3 separate regions of the Sus scrofa genome follow, and all the other regions are linked to region 2. A link is a contact called in public Hi-C data. All regions are on one chromosome and are shown on one strand. The core of a region is the stretch at or near the end of the contact, and the rest is flanking DNA. Distances in the headings are between cores, read along the strand shown. Region 1 has its middle 140 kb from the start of ARHGEF26. Region 2 holds the start of RAP2B (RAP2B, member of RAS oncogene family). Region 3 holds the start of ARHGEF26 (rho guanine nucleotide exchange factor 26).

Region 1 (4,500 bases), core at 1,785-4,284, 710 kb before region 2:
CTGAATCAAACATTCTGGGGATGTGGCCTTGTACTCCGTGTTTCAATAAGCTTTTCAGATAATTCTGATGTAGGTTAATGTTCAAGATCTGCTGATGTAGAGAAATAGCTTCCAAATGAAAGAAATATTAAACTACGGAAAAAAAAAAGTGAATGAGAAAAGAAATAATACACAAAGCAGTAAAGAAAGAACATCCAAAAAACTATAACTAATGATCTCAATGTTATGAGAATACTCTGAAAGAGAAAAGAAAGCTCTCAAATTAAATATATGATATTTAATTAAAATAATTAAACTTGTATACATGGTAAAATTTAATTAAAATTCAACAGAAGGCTTTGAAAATAAAGCTGCAAAAAGCATCTATAAAGCTTTAAAAAAGACAAAAAGATGGGAAATTGGAAAAACAGATAAGGAATTTAAAGGACAATAAAAGACCTTCAATACTACTTCTTCTTAGAGTTCTGTAGACACACATAGGAAATTTATCAAATAACATAAAAAAATTTCTCAGAGTTGACATGTGTGACCCCCTCAACTGAAATAGTCTACTCAGTGCCCAACCCACAAGGAAAACCCACAATAAGGCACATAAAAGTTCAGAACATCTGGTGAAAGAGATTTCTAAGAGTTTGAAAAAGTCAAAAGCCACATTAAAAGGAAAAGCACTGTACCCATCTAATCAAGAATTCAGAATTTTTTAGGCATGCAACAGCTCACAAAATTTACTTAATATTTTTTCTTTCTCATGATGCAACTGGAATATATTCTTCTACAAAGAAAGTAAATCAAGAAAGAGGAAGACTTTGGATTAGGAAATAGTGGATGGATCCAACATAGGAAAATGACAAAGGATATTCAAGAATAACAGTTATGTAGCCTGCATAGAAAACTACTTGTCGATTAGAGCAGGAAGTTGGAGTGGGTTTTCTGGGGGGGGGGGGACTGTATTATTTGATTATACAATTTGTTTGACTACTTGGAAAATATCAAGAAGCATTGGAAAGATCTATCACATGAGTGTTAAGTCATAGAAAACTAAGCAAATTAAAAAATGAGGTGATTACTGACTTTAGGAGAAAACAAAAAGTTAATAAGAGAGGAAACATAACACACATAGTATTGTGCTTATTAACACAGAATAGTATTGTGCTCAGCAATAAACCTTTATCCCATCATACAAAGGTAAATGCTTCCTTCCATTTTAACCAAAAATTACCAAAAAAAGAAGAAAAAGAAACAGACTGAATTATGAAAAATGTCAGAAATAAATTAAGTAAAAGAAATTTAAAAATAATTTTCATTAAATTTACACCATTTAATGGTTCTGTATTCATATATTCAATTCAACTGACTTCAGTTGGGAGTCAGCAAAGAGCCCCGTTGAAATGATCAAACTGTTTACAAATCATCCAGGAAAGTCTTGTTGACTTAGAGAGTGGCTCTCAAAGTGTGGTCCAGAAGCAATTATATCACCTGGAAACTTATAAGAAATGCAAATTCTTGGGGCCCATTTAGTCAGAAACTCTGGTTTTGGTGCCCAACAAAAACAAATCTTACAGGTGATTCTAATGAATGCTAAAAGGTTTTTGTTTGCTTTTTTTTTTTTTTAAATTTAGGGCTGTGCTGTGGTATACGGAAGCTCCCAGGAGACATACACCACAGCTCATGGCAATGGTGGATCCTTTAACCCATTAAGTGAGGCCGGGGATTGAACATGCATCCTCATGGATACTAGTCAGGCTCCTAACCTGCCGAGCCACAATGGAAACTCCCATAACATTTTGAGAAGCACAGATTTATGGAAACTTGTTCTCAGTTGGGGCTGAAAAATCACTATTTAAGAGTTGATTAAGGTTTCTAAATTGTTAAGGAAACAAAGGAAAACAAATTTAGGTACCAAGAACTTAACTGCATCTGCTAGTACTTTTTTTTCCTGCAATTCAACCCATCTTATCCTCCATTTATCTATCTTTTACTTGATATTTGATTTAGAATTTGGGAAATAAACATTAACTTTTGCTAGATGAAATGTTGAGTAAATTACCTCAACATTATCTGATAATTATTTGCCAATCCTTTGTCTAGATATAAAAGACCTCAAATAGAATCCATAAACATATTTATTCTGAGTGTCCACATCACTATATGTTCTATGCCATGTTGAAGAGTTCAGGGTTGCAGGCATCTTCATGATGTATACTAATTCACAGTCTTATTGGTTGACCTGCAGGAAACCAATGTAGATGCCCCATCAGTGAGAGCAACTCTGTAATTCCATTGGTTGTTCTCTTACAAAAGAGTTTGACTCCTGTTTTTCTAAGAAAGTTGAAATTTTGTTAACAGTTTTGACTTATGTAAAAGTGTTAATGCTTTTAATATTATAGTTGCAGTAGTGGGCAAGGGAATCTTCCAAAGGATCCCAAACTGAACTCATAAGCTTCTCAGTGCAAACCTTCCCTACTTCTCATTCTTTTATATCAGTAATTAGAATCATCATCTGATCAGTTGGCTAGGCTACAGCCATGACGTTTACCCACTAACTCATTCAATAAAAATTGAGTACTTACTATATCCTGGCTTTTCTAGGAACTGGGGATCGAGTGGTAAACAAAATAAGACAAAAAGCCCTGCCTTAAAAGAGCTTAGGTTCTAGTAGTGGGAGATAGACAATAACCAAAATAAATAAGTATTTACATTATTGTTTACTGTAAATCAAAAACTGAGGTATTCAGAAGAAAACTTGGGAGTACTGTCCTGGAGGTTGAAATGTTTAGTAGGATGATCAGGGAGGCCTCAAGGAAAAGGTGATATTTTAAAAAGACTGGAAGAAGACAAGGTGTGAACCATACTGGCATCTGGACAGAACAAAGTGCAAGAGCAAAGACTGAAAGTAAAGATCATGCCTGGAATGTTTGAGCAATAGCAGGACCTTAAAGTGGGTGAGGCACAGTGAGCTTGCAGAAGGGCATTAGGAGGTGAAGTCATTGAGGTATTAGGCAGGGTGGGGCTGTGTTGTACAGACTCTGTCATCCTTGTGGTATATTGTAAAGACTTTGGCTTTCATTTTTTAATGAGATGGGAGCCACTGCAGGGTTCTGAGCTGAGAAGTAACAGGACCTGACTCATCTGTTGAGAATGATGATGTCCACCTCCTTCACTCTCTCAGTAAATCATCATGGTCTACTTTCTTTTTCATCTCAAATCTGTCTGAATCTTTATTTTTCCATCATCACTGCCAGAACACTAGTTGAGGAAACTTTAATTTCTTACTTGAATCATCTTAATAGCTTCTTAGCAAGTTTTCTTGCCTCCTGTTTGTTTCTCTCAAATTCATTCTCCACCATGTCTCCAGAGAACCACTGTGAAAACTTGATATTTACACCCCAAGTTAAAGCTATCAATAGCCTTATTTTTCCCCCCTGAAAATAAATTCCAAACTCCTCAACATGACTTTTCATGGCCTGATTCCTTATCTCCAGTTTTGTGTATTCCCTATTGTCCCACTTCATATGATGTGATCTGGCCATACTAAACTTTGTTCTTTGAATATATGATGTTTTTTTTCCTTCTGAAACTTCAGAGTTCATTTACTCCAAGGAAGATTTCCTAGATTTTAAAACATGGATTGGTTTACCTTCTTTTTGCTCTTACACCACCCTCTACTTCCCCTACACTGAATCTGTCATTCTATAATCCCACGGTTTCATTCTCTCTATCCCCATTTGTCCTTGAGGCTTGGTGAGAACTGTCTGCCTCATTCATTTTATCCCCAGTGTTGCAATGTTTGTGATACTTAGAAGGTGCTCAGTAAATAAGGAGTGAACAGTGAATGGATGAGAAAACTACTTGACAGATGAGAACACATTGAGGTTATTTATGAATCCCTTGTCAGGATCAAGATGGCAGAAGAGTAAGATGTAGTACTTACCTCCTCCCACAAACCACCACAGTCAGTTATCTCTGATTCCAGAGGTGGGTGTGGCCCACCACCACTAGGGGTCCGTGAAGAGGTACCACCTGCAGCCTCAGTAACTGCAGCAGTTGGCACAGAGGAGGGCACTGCAACTGAGCAACAACCATTATTCTCACTTCTCTGGGAATGCACATGCCTTGCTGCTGCCATTGCCAAATGCTCCAGGTGCTTCCTAAACCTGCCTGAGGGTCATTGCCACTTCCCAGGGCCTTGCAGCTAGGAGCAGCCTGCACCACCTTCCCATGGGTTCTTGCTACTGCAATTTAACCCATCTTATCCTCCATTGGTCCAAGCATCCAAACTCTCACACCAAAAATAAATAGTAAGTCCTCACAAAATACCCAGAGGTGCTCTTGCATATAAATAGCCTTCCAAGACTACAGTAATTGGTTTCCCTAAACTCACAGAATAAGAAAAATATAAGCAAAATGAAGAAGCTCAGGAACCATTCCCACTTACAAGAACAGGAGATTTCCCCTGAAGGAGCAAACAATGAAACAGACCTCTTCAGTCTAACAGACACT
Region 2 (4,393 bases), core at 1,275-3,774:
AAAACACTATAAGGTATGACTTCAGAACTGAAAACCATCTTCCTCAAACGTACTTTCAACTGGATAGGTGATGTAATTTCAACAACACAAAACAAACAGAAGACAAAAGATAGAAATAGGAAAAGGAAAATTAAAAGCACTAGCCTATCTGGCCAGATGCCTGGTTACTTTCCCAGATCTAAGGCAGTTTTAACAGTTGGTTTCTCCCCTTCCCTACCTAATGTGAGATAAACTGCTCCAAGTCAGCAGAACAGATTCAATATCCTGTAGTCAACGTATGGCCATACCTGACACCGCAAGACTTCCTAGACCTCGACGATTTTTTCCATATTTAAGGAGTTGGGAGGAGTGTCACTCAACTTGTCACTGAGACACACCTCTCTTCAGAATTTGGCAAACCACTCTTGGGGGCTTCATGCACCTTCCCCCTGTCCACCTCAGCCACAGTACTGTTTAAATAACTGAATATGAAACACAGAAACACAAACAAATTTTTGGATTTCTTTAAAAATGACATTTGTATTAAAAATCTTAAAATGAAGAGACAATGATTAAACACATGTCTGGAATTAAAAATTACAAGTTGTTAGAATTCTCTTGGTACATCACAACAGCAAAATTCTGCTCTTTGCTTCTGGAGGAACACCCTATAACAGAAAACCAAAAATTTTAAAAAATGATACAAAAGGGGAGCTAAATACCTGAACACTGGAACAAAATGAAGCAAAAAAAAAAAAAAAAAAAAAGAAAGAAAGAAAAAAAGAAAAAAGAAACCCATTGCAAAATAAGTGAATTACATCTTAAAAGCTGGAAATAATAAAGAAATTCACCGAACAACAGGCCCTATTGTCCTGATTCCTTCAGGAAGATTACTGAAAGGAAATGGGGAAGTGGTTTGAGGGGATCTGGTGGGAAATTCACAGGTTGGCACCGGCTGGAACAGCTGAGTTTTGAAGGCACTCTGCAGACACAGGGGTGCTGGGGGCCCTGAATCACATTTGTGAAGTCTTTGTACTGTGTTTTAAAGAGCTAGTCATCAAAACCTGTTACTGCCAACCAATAAGAACAAAAAGCTAAATCTAAAAACACACACACACACAACAGTACACACAAAAATGTGCAGATCTGTAACATTTTTTTTCACAGCTGATAAAAAAAAATACTACCGTTCTCCCCCAGACTCCCCTTTGATACAGTAGGTAAACAAAAATAGATTTTTTTTTTCCACAAATATCAGCAGACACATTCTGGCACCCCACACTGTATTGGCATCAGTGTTAACAGTCCCAGTTCAGATGTGCAATACTTCAGATTGGATACACTGTAACAAGAATCCAACTTTGCATAGACATCCTCAGAATCATAATCAGTCACGGGGTTGCCCTTCCAAGCTGGCAGAAAAGGAACCCGATCTTAATTTCCAGCTACTCCTGGAAAACGAGGAAAAAAAACAAAAGTTTTTTCCTCTCCTCCTGCTCCTTCATTTGGTTCTCCCGGACTTCCTTCCGAGTATTTAAAACTTGGAACGAGAAAAACGGTTTTGGACAGAAAAACAAAAACAAAAAACTCCCCCTTTCCAACCTTCTCCCCGTCCTCTTCCTCCCCCACCCCATTTTTTTTTTTTTTTTTTTCTCCAGGCTGAAACTTTCGCTTGCCGGTGTCAAGCTGCCAATACAGCGCCCCAACGGCTGCGTCAATGGGGAAATAACGCGTCAACCAAAATCAATGAGAAACGTACATGCCGCAAAGAGCCACATTTCCATCGGGTCTCGGATGGTCAGAACGGCACACCCCCTCGGACACGGGGCAGAGGCAGGGGACATGGCCACGGGGGCCAGCCGGGCTCCCGGGACACCCCGGCCGATGCAAAGTCGTCTCCAATCTCAAAGCAAGAAGAGAAATCACATTTAGAGTCGGGTGCGTTTGGCTTTTGTGCGCAGAGCTCGGCCGGCGCGCGGCAGCCGCGGGCGCCTCAGAGGATCACGCAGGCCGAGCAGCAGCCCTCGTCTCCGTTGGGCTGCGCCGCGTAGTTCATCTGCCGCACGATCTCGGCAAACAGCTCGTCCACCGAGGCTTTGTTTTTGGCCGATGTCTCCATGAAGGGGCAGCTCCACTCCTCGGCCAGGGCCTTGCCCTCGCCGTAAGAGACCTCGCGCTCGCCCTCCAAGTCCACCTTGTTGCCCACCAGGATCATGGGCACTCTCTCGTACCGCTTTACGCGGATGATCTGGTCCCGCATAGGCTTGATGTCCTGGAAGCTCTGCTGGTTAACGAGGCTGTAGACGAGGATGAAACCCTGGCCGTTCTTGATGTACAGGTCCCGCATGGACGCGAACTGCTCCGTGCCGGCCGTGTCCAGGATCTCCAGCACGGACGGCGACGAGTCCACCTCGATCTCCTTGCGGTAGAAGTCCTCGATGGTGGGGTCGTACTTCTCGATGAAGGAGCCGGTCACGAACTGCACGGTGAGCGCGGACTTGCCCACGCCGCCCGAGCCTAGCACCACCACTTTGTACTCTCTCATGGCTCCGTCGGCGCTCGCCCGTCGGGGCTGCGCGCCGTAGTAAGGCTGGGCTTGGCGGCTGGACTTCTACCCTTCCTCAGCTCCGCAGGAAAAACTCAGGAGCGAAATGGCCGAGGAGCGCAGAGCGCGGAAATCACCGAGCGGGGGCCGGGCGCCGGGCCGGCCGGCAGCGGCAGCGCGTCCCTGGGGCGCAGGTCCGGGGCCCCGCAGCAGCCCGCGGCGGCAGCGGCAGCGGCAGCCTGGGCGGCGGAACCGGAGGACAATGCCGGCAGCCTGTGCAAAGCGAAGGCTGCAGCTTCTCGTCGCGGCAGCCCAGAAGGGCGAGGAGGCGGCGGAGGTAGCGGGCTGCGGAGGCGGCAGCTAATTGCGCGTCGGGCCGGGACGCGCGTGGCATGAGTCCCCGCAGAGCGTGCGCCCACCGCCGCGGCCCATGGAGCTCTCTTCCTCAGCCTCCGCGGGGCGAGGGCTTCCTACTCGCCGCGCGCAGCCCGGCCCTCCCCGCCCGGACGAGCATGCCCAGTGCGCCGCCGCCGGCCGCTCCCGCCGGATCCGCTGCTCCTGGTTTTCCAGGGAGCCGGGCGGAGGCGGGGTTGTGGGTGGGGCTCGCGATTTGAGTCGGGACTAGCGGATTCGCCGGAGGCTCTGGTCTCCCAGCAAGAGGACAAATGTGCCGGGATGTGTAGGTGTTTGTGGCGGGCTGGGAGAGCTCCAGTGGGAGGTTGGAGGCAGCCTTCTTTCGCCGCTCTGGGTTCATACATAGGGGCTCAGGCTCTTCGAGAAGCGAGTGGGTGCGGCAGCCACCCCCTCACTCCTCCCTGGGAATAGGGAGGATTGGGCTCTTGCCTCGCATCATTCAGAGCCCGTAGATCCCACTTCCCAGACCCCCGGAGGGTGTGTCTCCCGGGATTGAGACCCAAAGGACGTTTGGGTGTTTGGCGGGAAGACCATCTTCCCCTACCCAAGGCGCAGCTCTTTCTACCCGACCTTCTCTGGCCTACTCTCCCGCACTTTCATCTCTGGGACAAAGAAAACGGGAATGCTGGGTCTGAAACCCTGTTGCGACTAGGGAAAGGGCTGCCTCTACTAACCAGAGCTGTCTTCGGGCTAGGGTTCCGCGGGCCACCCCGCCCCCCCACTCGCCCCCTCCCCCGCCCCAGTCAGCTGGGGCCAAAATCTGGAGAGCGGATTACAGTCCTATCCAAAGCGGCGGTGGCGCCCGCAGCTAGTCAGGGCATGCTCAGTGCACAGAGCAGGTTTGGGGGCTTGGAAGTAGGAAGCTTGTGCACCACACACCCACACTCTAGCTCAAATTACCTCTCCCAGACTCTGGACCCATTGGTCCCGGGGCGCAAATCTCACACCCTCAAATGCTCTCCCATTGGCTACTGCCAAGATCTTATCAGTTTGGGCTGCTTCATTGGCTAAAAAGTAGACTCCGCTCGTGATTGGTTATTTATAGAGATTGAGTTGAGAGGCGGAGGCACAGCTGTTCTTTCTCTGCTGCTCCCCGCCCCCTTCCTCCCACTTCCCCATCCTAGTCGTTTTGAAGCTAAGAGTGAAAAAAATAAGGAATTTAGGCGGAGATCTCAGAGCTAAATATAGTCCTTTGTTGGTGTATTGGAGAGAATCTAACTTCTTGGTGCCCAGTCACGACAGTCGGTTGAAGGGAGCTGGCTACAGTTCTTGGTCTTCAAGAAACAGCAAAGTTTCCAAGTTTGGTGGTTTTTCTGTTTGTTTGTTTGTTTTAGCAGGGTGGGGGAGGGGCTAGGATGTGGAAATGGGCCACTATGAATTCATCTCACTCGGGTGGGGGAATGCCCGGGCTTGCCTTTAGAAAACGTCTTTGCTTTGGGGCGGGAGTTCGCTAGA
Region 3 (4,049 bases), core at 1,520-4,019, 850 kb before region 2:
CAACTTTGCTATACTTGCCCAGTTGGAGGGGGGAAAAAAAACACAAAAAAACGTTATGTAATTTCTTTAAGCCCATAGGATCTAAAATAAAACAGGCTTGCTTGTGTATTATACATGTGACATTTATATAGACTGGTTCCAGTTCTCTGATTAATCAAAAAAAGATGTGGCTGCCAAAAGGAATTTCTGCCCTGTTGCTGAGATCTGTCTTGTGTCTGGAGAAGGCAGCACATGCACACTCCAAAATCTCCTTCTCTAGCCTTTCCTATTTCTTTATGTCATATTTGGTAATATTTTAAGGAGTGCAGCTCCTAGGTCCCTATCTGGGAGCAATACCACACCATTCATGGGCCCTGAAGTTTGGAGCAATCAACTCGTTAGATGCACTCAAGGATTAAGTGAGCACAAAGTGGGAAGAATAAACAACCACAGACAGTGGTGACAGCAAAAAGCAACAACAAAGATGACAAACTATTTTTATCTTTTGTGATTCTAGCTACTGATTTTTGAAATTCACATTTGCCTGAATGGTATTTAGTATGTGATCACCACTGTGAAAAAAATTCAGTAATTAAATAATCAGTGTAAATGATTAAAATAATCAAATAGGCTCAAAGGAAATCAGTGTTTTCCTATAGCAGCTGTGAGGAATCAGTAACCAATCAGACAGCTGACCACAGTCAAGACTGCAGAGCCACACCTGCCCTCCACTCCCTTTTCAGCTACATGTATTAAAAGTGTTCTGGATTCACTAAGCCAATTCTTAATTTGCTGTACCTTTCCCCCATTTGTCCTCCACATTATGCCCAAACTTAGAAAGTTAAAACAGTGGTAAGAGTTTCTGTTCCTCCCATAAAGCTGCATTAACCTGGGCTGTGCCTGCCAGCAATAGAATGGCGAAGAGATAAAAGGGCAGGGGTCTGATCAACAAACAATAGAATTAAAAAAGAACAATCTCTTCTGGTTTCCTCTGTGCCCCTCCTCCCCACCCTCAACACCTTCACTAGTAGTTTAGAGAATGCCTGACTTAGTGACTTGCCACATTCCTGCCCATTCTTACCTTTATCCTTCCCAGGCTGGAAAACTTCTCCTTGTCTTCCATCACAGCTTTCAGAACAGGCTGGGACATTCTGTTCTTCTTCTTCGAGGTGGTAGGACTGTCAAAGTCAACGCCACTGACCACGGCCCTGCGATAGGACGTGGACCGCAAGCCTCTCCGCAGAGACCCCGGGCTGTCCACGTCGTTCTCCGCCTCGCCCTCGTCCTCTGCAGGGCCCAGGGGTGCTCCAAGTCCTTCCACCATGCTGCGAACCTTGAGCAGTCTCTTGTGGGGCTCCACATTCTGATTGTTAGATTTACTTATTTTAATTTCCGAGGCCAGGCTCTTCGGAATGATCTGATGTTTCCCCACTTTGAGGGCGGCGGGGCTGTTTGTGCTCAAAACCACTGAAGGATTCTCCGGGAGCTCATTCTCCTGTGAGGGCAGCCTTTGGAGGGGGAGTTTTTGTTCTAAGTACCTTTTCTGGGGAGCAGGAGAAAGTCTCGAGGGTGTCCGCTCAGGGTCCTTGGCCATCTGGCCGGGCAGCGAACGGGCGCCTGGAGAGGCGATATTAGGAGTAAGCCCATTTGCAGCAGACGAAGGCAGGGGGCTGGCGGGGAATCTGGCCCTGTCTTCCGAGCTGCAGGGAGCGGGTACTTGAGGAGTCCGCGGGGGGTGCGGGGGGTGCAGCTGCTGCGGCGCCGGCGAGGTCACCGTGCCATTCGCTGGGGATTTGGGGGCTCCGCCCGACGCCACTTTGGGTACCTGGGGTGACTTGGGCCGTCGAAGCCGAGGAGAGACAGCCCTGCACTCCGGGGAGACGGTCCTCCCATTGGTTACCGCTCTCCGATGGGCGCAAAGAAGCAGCGGGCTCCTCTGGACTGTCCTGCCGTCGGAGGAGGTGGGCACCTGAGCCGGAGTCTGCACCGCAGGGAGCGTCCCTCGGTCCTCCACCGGGAAATCCGTGATCAGCAATCCGCTCGGGCTCTGGTAGGACTGGGGCCTCGGCTTGCTCCGGCCCAGCAGCTGGGGCTGAGGGGTTGAACGCCTCCGCCACAACGGGGTTAAGTTGTTGCTGGAAAAATCCACTTCGCTCTCGCCGTCCATAGCGGAGCCTTGGTGGGGGGCAGGGAGCGAGTCAGCCCCGGGGTGAACAGCACCCAGTTAGTCTTGCCTAAAGAGGAAAGAAGTCATGGAACTTTGCCTCTGGACAACCAGGAACGCCTTGCAGACACGCGCGCTCTGAGCCCGGCGATCACGCGAACGCTGCGCCGGACACAACTGCGCGTCAAACACCCTCCCTTTCTCGGGCAAAAACTGTGCCCACCGCCCGGCGCAGTCCCGCTCAGAATCTGGGCCACACTGTGGGGTACTAATCCAATCACCTCCACGTCTCTCCGGAGCCCAAAGACCACCCGCACGGAAAGAGACCGCCACCAATTCGCCGGGTGCAAACTGATGCACAAGAAACTTGGGACGAGTTCAGCTTTCTTGGGAAACTCGCCGCGGGACGCTCCCCTCTTCCGCCATCCAGCCGCCCGCCCCCGTCGTTGGTCCCCTAGCACTCTAGCTGCCCGGCTCACAGGTGGATTTACCTTCAGGGCTTTGCAGAACCCGGGGCCAAAGAGCACCCACCACCCGGTGGGTGGCCCAGGTCCGGGACGGAATCGCGGCGGCGGGAGCTCTGGAGAGCTCTGCAGCGGACTAGGCTTCGGCTCCGCCCCCAAGCTTGATCCCTCCCTCAGCATTGACCACGCCCGGGCCCTCCTCTGTCTGAGCCACCCCGGAGCTGCTGCTTTCCCGCCCTGACTCTGTTAAAAACAGACAAGCGCACCTGGGCTGAGCGCGGAGCTCCGAGGTTCCCGGCCGCGAGATGTAGTCAGGGGGCGGCGTGCGAGCTGCCGGCGCGCGGGGTTGTTGCCGGGAGCACAGCGTGGGAACGAGCGTGGGAGCCCTGCCCAGACATAATTTACGAAGCCCTGGGCCTCCGGACGAACCTCCCTAGTAGAAACCGGGTGCCAGGCAAAGTAGAGTCTGTGAAGCGCTTGAGCTGGAGCGGGTAGCTCTGAACGCAAGAAAGCCAGGCGCCTCACCATTCAGGTGGTCATAAAACACAAATCCTTTGCCCTTTCTCCTACTTTTTTTTTTTTTTTTTTTTTTTTGTCTTTTCTAGGGCCGCTCCCGGGCATATAGAAGTTACAAGGCTAGGGGTCTAATTGGAGCTGTAGCCGCCAACCTGTGCCAGAGCCACAGCAACACCAGATCCAAGCTGCGTCTGCAACCTACACCACAGCTCACGGCAACGCCGAATCCTTAACCCACTGAGCAAGGCCAGGGATCGAACCCGCAACCTCATGGTTCCTAGTCGGATTTGTTAACCACTGAGCCACGACGGGAACTCCTAAAATATTTTTATAGACTGAGAGATTTGCTTATTTGTGCCTTGAATATTTCTGGAAGTTTACATACAGCCGGCTCTTGAGAGGGGAAACTGGGTGGCTAGGAATCCGGAGAAACGTAGTGTTTTCATTCAATAATCTTTGGATCTTTATGCTTTGAATGACAAATGTTACCTGTTAAAAGTAAACGCAATTTAAATTACAAAAAAGGTTTATTGATCTCTAAACATACATAAAACAAAACTCAAAATCCTCTCCATAACTTACAAGGTTCTGAGTGACTTGCCTACCCCTGCAGCCTACTCTTTTCCCTCAACACTTTTTACTTCACTTTTAGACCAAAGTTTGACAAGCTCAGAATTTTCCCTTTTGTTCCTCCTTGACTTTCTGACCATCATTCCATCAGAGGCCTTCCCTCCTGAATCAGATTTTGACCCCGCTACCTGTTCTCTTCCTTTTCTACACATATCACAATACACAAACATATTTATTCATATAGTTTTATATATATACATGTGTGTGTATATATATGTTTTTTTTTGTTTTTTGCTTTTTAGGGCAGAATCCGTGGCATATGGAAGTTCCCAGGCTAGGGGTTGAACTGGAGCTAC

The links. A called contact is a pair of places that touch in the nucleus more often than the background predicts.
Region 1: a Hi-C map of embryonic fibroblasts shows a contact between it and region 2, with 2.2 times the contacts expected there. The contact joins the enhancer-like site here to the promoter of RAP2B in region 2. A contact is called at or near these places in 3 of 5 promoter capture datasets (fetal liver, fetal skeletal muscle and liver), 10 of 47 Hi-C or Micro-C datasets (adipocytes, brain, embryonic fibroblasts and 6 more) and 2 of 2 datasets of contacts at active chromatin or transcription factors (alveolar macrophages and skeletal muscle).
Region 3: a contact with region 2 is called in a Hi-C map of skeletal muscle, with 4 times the contacts expected there. The contact joins the promoter of ARHGEF26 here to the promoter of RAP2B in region 2. A contact is called at or near these places in 2 of 47 Hi-C or Micro-C datasets (alveolar macrophages and skeletal muscle).

Annotation. Positions count from the first base shown.
Region 1 is chr13:94,012,670-94,017,169 of Sscrofa11.1, reverse strand. No RefSeq gene overlaps it. Among named protein-coding and RNA genes, the nearest start is that of ARHGEF26, 140 kb to the left of the region's middle. Within about 2 kb of position 3,034, at least 4 of the 83 cell types and tissues checked have an H3K27ac peak or open chromatin away from gene starts, as enhancers often do. A contact at or near this core is called in embryonic fibroblasts, where this site is marked.
Region 2 is chr13:93,306,243-93,310,635 of Sscrofa11.1, reverse strand. RAP2B (RAP2B, member of RAS oncogene family) reads right to left here and starts at 2,524. Exons shown (of 1, transcript NM_001123185.1): 1 at 1,973-2,524. The coding sequence starts at 2,524. The coding sequence ends at 1,973.
Region 3 is chr13:94,154,538-94,158,586 of Sscrofa11.1, reverse strand. ARHGEF26 (rho guanine nucleotide exchange factor 26) reads right to left here and starts at 2,769. Exons shown (of 15, transcript XM_021069689.1): 1 at 2,635-2,769; 2 at 1,061-2,213. The coding sequence starts at 2,146.